2 separate regions of the Mus musculus genome follow, and region 2 is linked to region 1. The links are chromatin contacts, called in public promoter capture Hi-C maps. All regions are on one chromosome and are shown on one strand. The core of a region is the stretch at or near the end of the contact, and the rest is flanking DNA. Distances in the headings are between cores, read along the strand shown.

Region 1 (7,168 bases), core at 1,707-4,206:
CCAGCTGCCAGCACAGGAAATCGCCACTGCTGAGGGCACCTGCGGGCAGCCACCAGCCTCTAAAAGCATCAGTTTATTGGTGCAATGTGTTTTTGTTCTTCAGAGATAGCAGGAAAATGAGGGAGCCCCGAGGATACACAAAAGAGGGCTGGGTGAGTGTGTTTAGACTCCTCTTAAAACAGCTCCTAGAGAAAAGCCCAAAGTGTGTGTTTCTCCTTCTGTTATCGGCTTCCTTGATAAACTCATAGCTGATGTTTAGGGAAGGGGAGACAATAAACTAGTGAAGGATCAAGGCATTTCCTTTTTCCATATAGCCAGAATAGGGAGATTATTGCAAAAGAAATAATGGTTTTTTTCCCTTTAAATTAGCAAAACACAAACAATACTGTAAGGCGTTCATTGCTCAAGACGGGCCTCCCCAGCAAATGTAGCACTTGGGTACTGAAAATAACATTCACCACCCCCCCTTTTTTTTCTAGTTATGAAAGCAATATATGTTTGTTGTAGGAGATTTAGAAAACACGGGTCTACTGGCAGGGGGTAAATTAAAGATTTCCAGGACTGAAGATGAAACTGGGAGGCAAAGAATGCTTGCCTGGGATGTGCCAGTCCCTAGGTTCAATAGCTGGCACCAACTCCTTCCGTTCCCTCCCTCCCTCCCTCCCTCCCTCTCTCCCTCCCTCCCTCTCTCCCTCCCTCCCTCTCTCCCTCCCTCCTTCCCCTTCCCTTCCTTTTCCTTGCTCCCCCCATAATTATCACTCTGATTATAGTCAATGCTTTTATGGTTATTTTTCAATTTCTTTTGTGTGTGAATAAAGATGCTTGGAAAGAGTAAAACCCTCTTCTCATCTCCTGCTTACTTACAATATTGTGACTGCTACCCTACCCCCAACTCATTACATATTCATTCCTCTCAAAAAACGTCATAAGAAGATCATCCTTATCCAATTCCACTGCCCACGTGGTGTGTGTGTGTGTGTGTGTGTGTGTGTGTGTGTGTGTGTGTGGCCACTGCCCACGTGGTGATGTGTGTGTGTGGGGGGGGGCGGTCCGAGTTTTCTTTTTTGAGATGAGGTCTCATTGTGCAAGCCTTGGCTGGCCTAGAACTCACTATGGATACCAACCTGACCTCAAACTCTAGGAGGTGGAGTAGTTGGATGCAATGATACTTTGAAACTTGTTGATTTATGTTGTTTTTCAGAAAGATGGCATTTGCATTCCCAAGAAGGTTGTATATTTACCCACCTTAGGAGTCCCTTGGCAGTAGGGGAGAGATGATGACTGAGAACAAACTATGAGGACACATAGGTGCGAAATGCCACAAAGGAACCCATTACCTTGTATGCCAACCGAAAACATTAACAAACACTAAAAACATCTTTGATAAAGATCTGCTCCAGCTTTTAAAATTGTAGTTTGTATCTGTTTGTTATCTGTTTGTATCTATGTATCTGTTTGTGTATCTGTGTATCTACTTGTGTATCTGTTTGTATCTGTTTGTTAGTGAATAGGGCATGAGATTTTTTTTTCTTTGATGGCCTGCCTGTCCATGCTTTGCATCTGATTCTTCATGAAGGTCTTAGGTCACATTGATCTAAAGATATGCATACATGATTGCATATATATCACATTTGTTTAATCTCAGGTATTTTTTAAATTTTTATGAGGGCTCATAAATGCTAAAACTTCTTTTCAGTACAAGTTCATCAAAGCTAAAAAAAAAAACATAGAAAAACAAAACAAAACAAAACAAAAAACCCTCAGCCTAGACAGGGTTCAAACTTCTGTGTAACTCAGGCTGCCCTTGAACTCCTAACCCTTAAGCTACAGACAGCCTTCTGAGTGCTAATGTCGCAGGTATGCAGTACTATAGTAGCCTTTCAAAACTAAATTGTATTTTTAACCCGTAAAATTTTACTTGCGGCTTGATGATGGTGGCACACACCTTTAGTCCCAGCTCACAGGACTCTGTAGTCCTACAAGACCTCCCTCAGATCGCCAAGTTCAAGGCCAGCCTGGTCTACAGAGCAAGTCCCAGGACAGCTGGGGCTACACAGAAAAACCATGTCTCAAACCACAACAAATATCTATCTTGTAGAAAACTAGGCAGAAACTAAAGTCTTTTTCGTGTAATTATTTATTGACTGGTGACTTTCTAACGGGCCTAGTGGTAATCCTCTTTCGTGTCCTTTCTCATTTAATCATAATGTATCCCCAGCAGATTATTGTAGTTTGTATCCCTCTATTACCTAAAGCCAAGCTCTAAGTGGTTAAGACACTGGGTGAACAAAAACACCCAGGTAGTTGGTGGACTTGATTTTAAGTTAGTGGGATCACCAAAGGGCTCACAAAAATCAGCACAGCAGGATGTTATGCCATTATACTGCAGGCTCCAGAAAATGCCTTTCTGAAAACAAGTAAATTAAAAGGGCTTTCTATCCCGCAACCTGCCACAAGGACTGTTTCCCTGCAATGCTCAGCATGGATGCACGCTTAAGAGTACAATAAGATACTCACTGAGCCCTCTTTATAAAGAGGAACTCGTGCGTATCCAAGGGTGTCTTCTCTGGGGCTCCTGTGGGAATTGTTTGAAAATCTACCTCCCCATCGCAGGGCAGGCTGAAAAAGAAAGAAAGACAGGTGGAAGCGTCTGCAGGTTGGCAGGAGCAGCGCATGCGGAAGTCAGAACTTTCTGGGGGCGTCCTGGCCGCTGGATCCACGCGCGGCACACGCAGGTGGCGCCGCGTCCCCCGCGCTCCAGGATCAAGGGGGCAGGGTCACTGGGGATCGCCCCCAGAGTCCCAGGGAAGGTGAAGCCTAGCTTTCTGCCCGGGCGAGGGAGGAGGGTGGGCAGGAAGCGCAGCTCAGCGCCGGGGAAAGAAAGACTGCCATTCCCAGCCCCCCGCCCCGCGGGGCGCGGGGTGCTGGCGGCGCATGCGCGAGGCCCGGCCCCCAATTCCCCGAGCGAGGGAGGGAGGCCCCCGGCGGCCCGAACTGCGAGCCGCGGCGGGACCGAGCGCACGCAGGGGCGCGCCGGTGGCCGGGCGGGACGGGCTGCAGAGGCAGCGGTCGCGAGCACGCGAGGCCAGGGACCGGGCGGCCATCGGAGGGCACTACGTACCCGGTGCGGGAAGGGACCCACCACCCGCGGCCCCCCACGCCGGGACAGCGATGCGTGAGTCTGGCCCCGGCTCGAGGGCAGGATGTGCGAGCAGGACAAAGGCTAGGCGGCGGGGGAGGAGTTGGGGACTCTGAGCCAGTGACCCAGCCAGCCCTGGGAGAGCTACTACAGCCCGCAACTTTGCAACTTTTGCAGAGGGGCACATTGGATATTCTGCAAGTTGTTGCACACAGTTCCAGATAGCCCCAGGTTGGGCGGGCGGAGGGAGGGGAGCGGGGACACTGCTGGCTCTTCAGGACAGCGGGCGACAGCCAGCTCCACGGTGCAGGGCAGGAGGGGGCGCCCGTCCCGGACTGGGACAGGGACCGAGGAGGATCAGGGTCACTGAGGGCAGGGTGAAGGAAGAGTCTCCGATCGCTGAAGCTCCTGGTGTCCTCGCAGGGTGCGCCCCGAGATCCCGGTAGCTTCATAACTGCGGCGGTGATGGATGAGCCGTGGTGGGAAGGGCGCGTCGCCTCGGACGTACACTGCACTCTGCGCGAGAAGGTCAGTTCCTCCCCGCCCTTGTCACTCGCAAGGACTGGGTATTTAAAGTCACTTTCGGTCTCCTGTGGGTGTCTTCAGGATGCCCCGCATGGGAACTCAGCACTCTTGGTGCCCTTTTATTTGTGCGCCTGCTCTTTTACCTTCATGGGGAGTGTGGTCTTCTTCCAGGCAAAGGACCTGGAGATCCAAGAACTTGAAGTCGGTTTTTCACCAGCCACCTAAATGAAGAATAGTTCGTATCCCATTGGATTTCCTCCCGAGGTTACTTTACATGGTACAAGAATGGATTAAAAAAAAAATACTGTGTATCCATTACAGTGTGTAATTCAAAGACACATAATACCACCTACTATACATAATGCTGATTTTCCCTATCATTGTAATGATGTTGTAGCAATTTCTTTTAAAATATAATTACTAGACTAGTGCATAGCTCAGTGGTAAAGCAGATGCCTAAATAAATCTATGCAAACGTAGTAAAGTTACAGTTCGGTGTAAAGAAATATTAGGTAGATGGTGGGAATTCATTGTTAAGGCAGGAACTGAATGAAATTTAAAAGTCTGGCCTGGGGGCAGTCCTAGCACTGTGGAGACAGCAGAAGGATCTCCACAAGTTCAAGGTCAACTGAAGCGTCAGGAGGAGCTCCAGGAAGCACAGGGCTACACAGTGGGACACTTTGTCTCAAAACGAGAGAAAGAAAAGACACACTAGCCTTAACCGAAAGAGGTTGCAGACTAGAAAGCTAAGGGAGAAAACACAAACTCCCCTGCCAGTTGGCCTCCTGTGGTAGAAGGTGGGCTGGCTGAAACTTGATCCCCCTCTCAGTTCACCTCCTGTTGCTGAGGCTGCTGTTGGCCACTGGGAAACTGGGAAAACCCAGAGGACTGAATGAAGGCTTTGCCTCTTTCTTCCTGTACCTGGGCTGGGAAGGATTGTTTGGAGACTTGGTGTGAATGGAAGCAGAGCTACTGTAACAAAGTACTAGAGGCTGGTGGGCATCCGATTTCAGGATGTTGGAAGGATACAGAAGATCCGTTTGCTTTTGAGACAGGGTCTTGTTATGGAGCCCAGGCTAGCTGTATAGGTACTGTATAGTCCAAGCAGTCCTTAAATTCATGGTTCAATTGCCTCAGCTCTCTGAATGCTCTTAACTTACTGCCTCTGTGTCATCTCCTGTCTGAGAGTCTGTGTCTGTTTCCTCGTAGGAGCCCACCCTACCCGAGTAGGGTGTAACTGTACTTTAACTGGTACATCTGAAAGGATATGACTTTCAAGTAAGGTCACATTCTCAGGTTCTAGACGGACATGAATTTAGGGGAGAGGTAGTCTCGACTGGTTTGTCAGGCCAGTGTAGGTCAGAAGTTGTCTTATTGGGGCCCGTAGATCTCTGTAGAACTGGGCTCCCACTTTCAGCAAAACATACTCAGTGTCTGTGGCAGACCTGTTATAGAGTCTCCAGATTCAGGTGAGGTGAGAGAGGGGGACTTGACTCATTAGGGAGTGAATCTCTTCTAGTCACACAAATGCTTTATTTTATTTATTTATTTTTTCCTCTTTTCCTCTACCTGCTGACATGTCTCTGGCATTGCTTTCCCGTGTTCCTTTGCTCTGTCCAGAACAGAATGTTCCAGTCTGGGGATCTGGAGACAAAATTGGGTCCTGGTAGTTCTTTGCAAAAGCAGGGCATGGGAGTTTAACTAAGCTCTCAGAGGCCTGAGGGTCAGAAGTGCCAGGCCAGAAGGCAGAGACAGAGGCTGTACGGTAGTACGTGAAACAGTGTATTCTTAGCCCTTTCTAGAAGTATTGGCTGAACGCAGGTAATGAGGGCCACTGGAGAGCATGCTTCCCTGATTTAAGGTAGCTAAGTGGTTGTCATTTCTGCATGTACCTTAGGGCATGAAGGGAGGAAGAGGCTTTGTGGAAACAATGTAACTCCAGAGTTACTTCCCTGAGACACTCCAGGCTCGAAGCTGACCTTAGGGTCAAATCTCAAGTCCTTTTAGTTACAATGTCGCACTTCCTTCAAAAACTATCTGCTGTATTCTTGCTGCATTTTTCTCCCTCTTCAAAGATGTTTAAGAATGTTTAGCTTGGTGGAGTTTTGAGTGAGCATACATGATAAAGGGGCTGGTACCCCGCTGATCTCCTGTCTTTGAGGAGCAAGGGCTGGCCTTTTGTCTTTCCCAGACAGGATAATTTTTTTTAAATTAAACATCAACTCTAATAATGTGTTCCCAGTACTACAGGACAACTTTACAAGTGCCTGGCACATGCTGGACATTCCCCCTTTGTTCAGTGTTGCAGACGAACACAAAGCGTGTTTGCATACAGACTGTGCAGTTGTTTGTGTGGAACCACTAGCAGCCTTCCTCTCCTGGTGGCTGCAGAGGGTACAGCTGCCATCTCGGGAATAGTAGGAGCCGCACTTTGTTGGATGAGGGAGTCTAGTGTAGCACCATACTGACAATGTGGAAGAGCTAATGCCATATAATCAAGTCTAGGTGCTGTATGCAAGCTAGCAACGGTGGTATCTCCTGAGCTGCCTAATTTACCTGCTCTCGGCCCAGGTGCTATGGCTTGTTCTTCCCCTATAACCAGAATTCCATTGTGTCAGTTTCTCGCTTCAAGACCTCTTGTGCTTTAAATAAGATTCCCAGGGGACTGGAGAAATGGTTCAGTGATTAAGAGCACTGGCAGCTCCTGCAGAAGACGCAGGTTCAATTCCCAGCACCCACATGGCTGCTCACAGCAATCTGTAACTTCCGTCCTAGGGTTTCCAGCTCCCACTCTTCTGGTTTCTGTAGGCACTGGGTGCATACAGTACATAGCTATACTTGTAGGTAAAACACCTATACACATGTTCAAATAAAATTGCCAGTCCACACTATTATCTGGAGACCCTGAGGTAGCCTCCTTGGTCTACTCTCTTACCTTGTCCCCTCTCCCTCCCTTGGAACCACAGACTTCCTTTCTGTCCCTTGAACTTGTCAATCATCTTCATGCCTCGGGCCCTTAGTACTGGCTGTTCTTTCGCAGTCTGTGTTTCTCAGTCTGTCTCATAGTAACCTCTCAGTAATTTATTATTCCCCCATGGGATGATTAGATCACCCAGTTTTAGTCTCTTTATAGCATTTACTAGTATCTGAAATTGTCTGCTGGTAGTTTGCAATCTTTCCCCTGATTCTAAAAATATACGCTGCAAAAGAGTCTGCCTACGTGCATCTCAGGCTGTTCTGGGGCCTCCAGACCTAGAATGGGGGCTTCTCTGTATGTTCAAATGATAAAAATGAATGAGTCAATATTTTCTCCTATAAACTGGGGAGAAATTGTTTTTAGGAATATAAGGATCAGGGTAAGAATATGAGCTATATAAAAGGTATGTGGCTGGTGTCCTGTCTTCTCCCTTAGATTGTTAGGTGGGAGGCCAGTGGACCTCTTCATATAATGTGTGTTCAGCTAAGGTTTGGGTTTGTTTCTTAGGGGTCCCTAAGTGTGACAGT
Region 2 (7,168 bases), core at 2,097-4,596, 880 kb after region 1:
CATTCTGAAGAATTACAAGAGTTTGAACGATATTCGCAGGTAAAGGTGCTTGCCACCAAGTCCGATGACCTAGACTTCATCACTGCGATCAGCATGATGGAAGGAGAGGATCGAGTTCTCTAAATTGCCCTCTGCTCTCAAGACATGAGCTGTGACACCTGTGCACACACACACACACACACACACACATGAAAGAATTAAATGCAACTTTAAAAAGAGTAATCTCCAGCCTGGCCACCCACGCCAACAGAATTTTGGATGCTTTCCTAAGTAAAGCCTTTGCCACAGCCAGATGGACAACTTAGGCCCTGGCAGAGTTAACCCCTTAGTTACTTCTGACCTGATAAACCACAGAAATTTCAGAAAAGCAACAGGAGAAACACAGAGAGAGCTTGTGTTGGAGTCACAATGGTGGCCCGAAGCCCAGCAGATATCTAAGCTCTGATTCCAACGTGTCCAAGAAGTTCTTTCCCTGCCCTGGGGCTAAGGTCTTCTAGGGTTTCTGAGTTCAGGTTCTAAAAGGAAAATAATAGACAGCCTGTTTCATGGCCTAGGGGACAAAGGGAAACTGGGAGCCAAAGGGTCCTGTGCACTGGAATCAGCTCAGGCTAACGATTTCTGAAGAGCTTGGCCTCAAGTGATTTGTACCTCTTATCTTTGCTCCCCATTCAGCAGTGACAAATCCCACTGATGTAAAAGTAAGAGCTTAGCATTTCACAAGGCTTTAAGCTCCAATGCCAATCACAAAGCCACCATTCACAGGGCACTTAAGGAAACTGTCTTAAGCTTGCATACAAATTAGTTTAGATGTTACCTTCTAAAGAAAGCACTAATATTTTGCTTTCTTTTTTCTTTTTTTAAAAGAATGACATCAGACTAGGGCATGGCAGTTCATGCCTGCAATCCCTGAACTTGATAGATCAAGACAAGAAGAAAGCCCAATTTTGTGGCCAGCCGGGGCTATAAAGTAAAATTCTAAGTAGCTGGCTGTCTCTTCCCACCCCCGAGGCCATGGCTCTCTGAAAGCCCTTTGCTGGCTCTGCTCCATAGCCGTGCTATTCCAAAACCCAGGCTCTTCACCACTATGCCTTCCATATTCAATCAGGCATCAGATGACTGGGGCCATCCTGATCTGACTCAGCAACCAAGAACAAACCTCACTGATGGGTTTTCAGGTGATGCTGATGATGGAGGTTGAAAGACGACCCTGCTTTACGGGTCACTGCATTAAGCTAGTCTTTCGATTAATAATTGATATGTAGGTAACCTTTGAAGCTTTGTCACATGAGGCTTTGGTGTGACCCACTCCAGAATACCTTATGGAGATATTCTGGAGGCTCCTTCAGAAACTAGCATCAGATATCCATTGCACAACACAGGAGACAAAAGATCCGAAAGACACCATTTGTTACCCTTCACACTTGATGGGACCTCACTTAGCCCTTGGCCATCAGCAAAAACAGTTCCTTCAAAAACTGAGACAATCATCTACTGCTTTGTAAGAGTGTAAAATAGCTTTTAAAAACAAGTAGTTAATGGCAATCTCCGTCCACAAATTTCATGCAGAAGAGACTTAAAAAAAAAAAAACCTAAATCTTTCTGGATAATTTTAAGAGTTTTTCAGTGCATTTGCCTGGCTCTTTGGCCTGTGCATGACAGTGATGATGATGATGGTGGTGGTGGTGGTGATGATGATGATTTTAAAAAGCTAGCACAGGGTTATCCTGCCGTAACCTTAGCTGTGCTAAGGTGCATGCTTTTTTACCATCTATCCTCACAGCTAATCCTATTAGCATAGACAATATTGTTCTTACCATTTTGTGAGGACTCTGGGGCTACTGGTGGTTCAGGACCTTGCTCAAAATCTCCTTTGCAATTAGAGAAGATAGGATTTCTGCATCTTTCTTTCTCCACACCTATGCTTTAAGCCACTATGTTATTCTGCTCAATACTCTGCCCTGTGTATTCCCTGTGAATTACAACTGGAAGCTTACTCCCCCTCATCTCCATTCCCAACACACACACACACACACACACACACACACACACACACACACACACTAGTGGCTTCTGACAAGGAATCTTGTGCTGTTTGCATCTTTTCTTGTTTCAAGGTCTTCCCTTCCTAATCAGAGACCGATTATTACTGGCCACCTGCCAGTTAAATGACTCGGTGGCAGCTATAGAACTGTTTCTCTGTTCTGTCCCCATGCCCTGAGATCTCTCAGCAAGCACTTGCCAAACTCCTGTGAGCTATGACGTTCCAAGGGCCATGGGTGTGTCAAGACACTGAGTGAAACCCAGTTCCCGGGGTTTGTGAGGCTCCTGGTCCAGGTCCTCACTGCTGGTGCTCTCCAGTTTATGTTGTAGAGGTGGACTGGACTCCCGATGCCCCTGGAGAAACAGTGAACCTCACCTGTGACACGCCTGAAGAAGATGACATCACCTGGACCTCAGACCAGAGACATGGAGTCATAGGCTCTGGAAAGACCCTGACCATCACTGTCAAAGAGTTTCTAGATGCTGGCCAGTACACCTGCCACAAAGGAGGCGAGACTCTGAGCCACTCACATCTGCTGCTCCACAAGAAGGAAAATGGAATTTGGTCCACTGAAATTTTAAAAAGTAATTCCATCCCCCTTGACAGTATCTTTTCTTCTACCCCTCCTTAAAAAGTAATAATTGCAAGTGTGTGTGTGTGTGTGTGTGTGTGCGCGTGCGCGTGCGCGTGCACTGAGGCTCAGAAATGTTTCTCATTTCCTTTGAAACAGGAACTCTCATTGGCCCATAGCTTACCAATAAGCTTTCTTGGTTAGCCAATAACATCCAGAGACCTTGTCTCAAAAAAAAAAAAAAAAAAATCTCACCCTTGTACCATGTAATGGCCAGTGATCCATCCACAGTAAAAAAGAAATAAATAAATAAAATAAAAATAAAAAATAACAAAAACAAATTTCTTTATTAAAAGAAAACTCCTAAATATTTAATTTTTCTTTTCTTTTCAAATGCAGATTTCAAAAACAAGACTTTCCTGAAGTGTGAAGCACCAAATTACTCCGGACGGTTCACGTGCTCATGGCTGGTGCAAAGAAACATGGACTTGAAGTTCAACATCAAGAGCAGTAGCAGGTAAGGGAGCTGCCATGATTTCTCAAGGTTTTGTGTGATCTACTTCATAACAAAAAGAAGTACAAACTGCCCATGGATTATCAGTGACTGGTAATGGAACAGCAAAGTCAATTCTGTATTTTTTTTTTCAACTTCCCTCTGCTCGCCTAAGGAAATAGCATGGAGCTTTAAGCCAGCCCTCTGAGACTAGTTGGCTGGGTAGTTTGAATTCACTCATCCGAATTGCCTGGCCGTGCTTCATTAAGGCTCACAGCACCATGGGGAGGAATTAAAAAGAAGCCACAGCTACAAATAACTGGCCAGAGCTCGACCTTGTGTCAAAAGCAGAATTGAGTGCTCCAGGGCCTTGCTGTTGGAAGCCCTGGAACAGATTCCAGAACCCTCTGAGGCCTTTCGAGATTTTCCTAGAGCCTTTTCAACTTCTTCCCCCCCCCACCCCCACCCCCCAACCGTTATTCTGAAGTTCAGTTTCCCCAATGCACTTGGGCTTTTCCTAAAAACATCATCTCCCAGGGCTGCAGAGCGGGTGTGTCAGACTGCTCTACAGCTGACTTTAGTCAGCAACTAAATCCCTGAGCCACATGGAGGGCAGGGAGTGAGCGCCCTGGCTCTCCCACTATTTAAATGAATAAACGGGGGACAGGGGGTGTGGGGGGGACGACTCCCTTTTCCATCTTTATCATGAATTTGCTATGACTTAACTTAGCTAAGGAAAATAATGGTTCAGGGTGACATCAGAGTCCTTGTTGCTTCTATGAGAATTTTCTGATCTGGTAAAGGTGGCCCCAAAGGAGACCAGTGTACAATGCAGATGCTTACATATAGAAACATGCCAGACCTCTATGTGCTTTAAAAAATTAGACAAGCACGATACATTTTCCTGCTAGAGAAATCTTGCACGTGTTCCTGAAGAAACTAGTACATGGATAAGGGTCAGTGGAACATTTTGCATAATTAGCAAAAGCATGCTCAAATGGAACATCAATGTGCATCTATTGAAATAAATAACTCAACTTTCGTGTTCTGTTTAGAGAACTCCCCCACAATACTTTCAGAGAGGAAAAAGACGTTACAAACTCATGCATATATATTTTTCATTTGTCTTTAAAGTTGTGCTACTCTTTGGATAAACTACATATGTACATATATGTCTGTGTGCATGTCTATCTTAAATATTCATTTGGAAAAACTCTAGAAGTAACAAACTGTGAACAATGTCTATATGTGGGACTCAGATTTGAGTAAAAAGGAGAATTGTGGCGACACGCATGTTTTCTTTATAATCATCTTTGTTGTTATAATTCTTTATAATTCAGCAGTTTCTCTTGCATTACGATATTTTCAGGTTCATTTAGGCAGAGATGCAACTTTCAGTCTCTTACAGCTAAGCTTCCACTCTGCAAAGGGCAAGGGGGTTTTTGTTTGGTTTTGGTTTTGGTTGTTTTATTCCACTGGAGAAATCCAACCAGCTGGACAGACTGGCCTCGGACTGTAGACACCAGGCACTCTATCTCTGATCTATAATACAGAACTCATTCTGTCTTTGCCATCAGTTCCCCTGACTCTCGGGCAGTGACATGTGGAATGGCGTCTCTGTCTGCAGAGAAGGTCACACTGGACCAAAGGGACTATGAGAAGTATTCAGTGTCCTGCCAGGAGGATGTCACCTGCCCAACTGCCGAGGAGACCCTGCCCATTGAACTGGCGTTGGAAGCACGGCAGCAGAATAAATATGAGAACTACAGCACCAGCTTCTTCATCAGGGACATCAGTGAGTTTTGCCTGGGAGCAGGTGCTAGGGAAGCAAAGACGATGTCTGCCACGTGTCCATGATACCCTGGGGCATAGGATTGGCCTGCATTCTTTTCCATTCTCCTAAAAAGCATGATACAGACACTACCCTCTTCATCTTACAGATGAGGAAATTAAAGGGTTAAGCTAACCTTTTTCCAGATCTCAAATCTCACAGACAGCAGACCAGACCCAGACCTGCCCCAATGGTGGCACCTAATGGATTATGGGTTAACTACATGCTTAGTGTAAAGCAGAAACCAAGCACAGGGAGGGTTCCCTGATTGCTGAGCCCAGATACGAGACTCTATTAAGCAGAATGACTCAACCAGTAGGGACTTCCGGTCTGTGCAGTGCAGAAAGGGTTCTAAAATGTAGGATATGGCCAATAATGGTGACTTCCTCGAGTGGAAAGATCACTCTCAGCAGATCCCTCACAGGTGCTGCCCTGATGCTCAGAGAAGTGAAAGAGCTATTCCAGAGACTAGAAGGTGGAGGGCTCTGTCAGCCAAGCTCAGGAGCCTAAGTCCTAGCTCCAAAGCCTGGCCAGGATAATAAAGGATGCTTGTCTTCTTCTGCAGTCAAACCAGACCCGCCCAAGAACTTGCAGATGAAGCCTTTGAAGAACTCACAGGTGGAGGTCAGCTGGGAGTACCCTGACTCCTGGAGCACTCCCCATTCCTACTTCTCCCTCAAGTTCTTTGTTCGAATCCAGCGCAAGAAAGAAAAGATGAAGGAGACAGAGGAGGGGTGTAACCAGGTAGGATTTATGCAGCCCATGTTGGGGCCATTGGAAAGATCCTGACAACCAGGTGCTTGCCTCAGGACCAGAACTGTGTTAAGGGCTCTCCATGTGAATCACACACAACCTATACAAAGTCCCAAAGGCAGCCAGTATTGCTGTCACCTCTCCACAGAGGCCAGGAAAGCTCAGAGAGGCTATGTTTTGCCCACGTTCTTCCAGCTAGAGCAGTGGCAGAACCAGTACCCAGCAATGGTTTGATGGAGAAAGAGATGGTTAGCTCAACCACTTCAATTCCTCCAGTATAGTCGATTGTCAATCCTCAACCAAAGTTGTTCATGATATAGAAACCTGGGATCCAGGAGCCTATAATGATTGTTTAAACTGAGTAAATATAGTAAATGCTAAAACATTGATGCTGGGACCCACCAAATAAGGATAATCTCTACTTCCTTAATATGAGCAATCATTTCACCTTACAAGATGTCCACCTTTACTGGGCTAATATGGTGACTTTCTACCTTTCGGGTCCTTAGCACAGTGATCTCTTGCTAGGTTTGAGGAACACTTTTATGAGCATTTAAGTCACAGAGCAAAGGATTCTTCCAACCTAGCATTGAGAATGTGATAGCAATTCAGCTCAGAGATTCAACCACTTCCTAAAAGCAGGAGCAAAAAATGGGATTATTTTGAAACAGATTTTAACTGCTACCTAAGTTTCATCCCTGTGTGTATGTATTTAATATACCAATCTTAAATAGGTAATGTCTAGTGCTTTCTACTTGCTAAAAGCTTTCTACGCATTTTTACATAAATGTTGTATTTAGCTGCTGCAATTCTTAGAGGCAGGCATCCTGGGACCTACTCATGAATAAGGAGAGACACAGAGAACCAGAGATATTTTCCTGAAGCACCACAGCTGTTTAGTAGCATTGCCAGGATTTGAAGTCACTTTTGTAAGCTGACAGGCATGGTAATTCTTGATGTCAAGACAGCTAAAGAAAGCTGGTCTCAGTCCCAACATCAGCTTCATATGGGAGTGGTTACCCATGGGACCTTGGGGTAATGCTGCTACTTCAAGAGGCAGAAGGGGGAGCAAGCCATTTCTGTTGGAGTTTACTAAATAGAAAAGTGAGAGTGGGGTGGTGGATGAATCATGCTGGAATATGAAGACCTGAATTTTAACCCCCAGAACCTCTGTAAAACTGAGTAGTAATGCCTGAACCTGGGCTCTGGAAAGAGGTGGGACACATACACACACACACACACACACACACACACACACACACACACACACACACACCTCTGATTATAGCTTCTACCAGCAGGTGGTGCAAGGGGAGCGCCCATGCCAGCCTGCCTTATATTGCCTAAAGCCCTTACTTAAATTTTCCTCTCCTTTGCAGAAAGGTGCGTTCCTCGTAGAGAAGACATCTACCGAAGTCCAATGCAAAGGCGGGAATGTCTGCGTGCAAGCTCAGGATCGCTATTACAATTCCTCATGCA

Evidence for each region. Promoter capture Hi-C pulls out the DNA fragments that hold promoters and counts their contacts.
Region 2: a promoter capture Hi-C map of pre-B cells shows a contact between it and region 1, with 2.9 times the contacts expected there. The contact joins the enhancer-like site here to the promoter of Ccnjl in region 1. A contact is called at or near these places in 13 of 39 promoter capture datasets (the 3T3-L1 cell line, the HPC-7 cell line, cranial neural crest and 8 more), 4 of 115 datasets of contacts at active chromatin or transcription factors (embryonic forebrain, embryonic limb bud, forebrain and 1 more) and 1 of 9 other capture datasets (embryonic stem cells).

What each region holds. Positions count from the first base shown.
Region 1 is chr11:43,525,793-43,532,960 of GRCm38.p6, forward strand. It overlaps Ccnjl (cyclin J-like), which reads left to right and starts at 2,957. Exons shown (of 6, transcript NM_001045530.2): 1 at 2,957-3,175; 2 at 3,563-3,667. The coding sequence starts at 3,605.
Region 2 is chr11:44,405,450-44,412,617 of GRCm38.p6, forward strand. It overlaps Il12b (interleukin 12b), which reads left to right. Exons shown (of 8, transcript NM_001303244.1): 3 at 2,359-2,625; 4 at 3,012-3,129; 5 at 4,683-4,900; 6 at 5,502-5,680; 7 at 7,069-7,168. Among named protein-coding and RNA genes, the nearest start is that of Il12b, 9.0 kb to the left of the region's middle. Within about 2 kb of position 3,347, at least 2 of the 459 cell types and tissues checked have an H3K27ac peak or open chromatin away from gene starts, as enhancers often do. A contact at or near this core is called in pre-B cells, where this site is marked.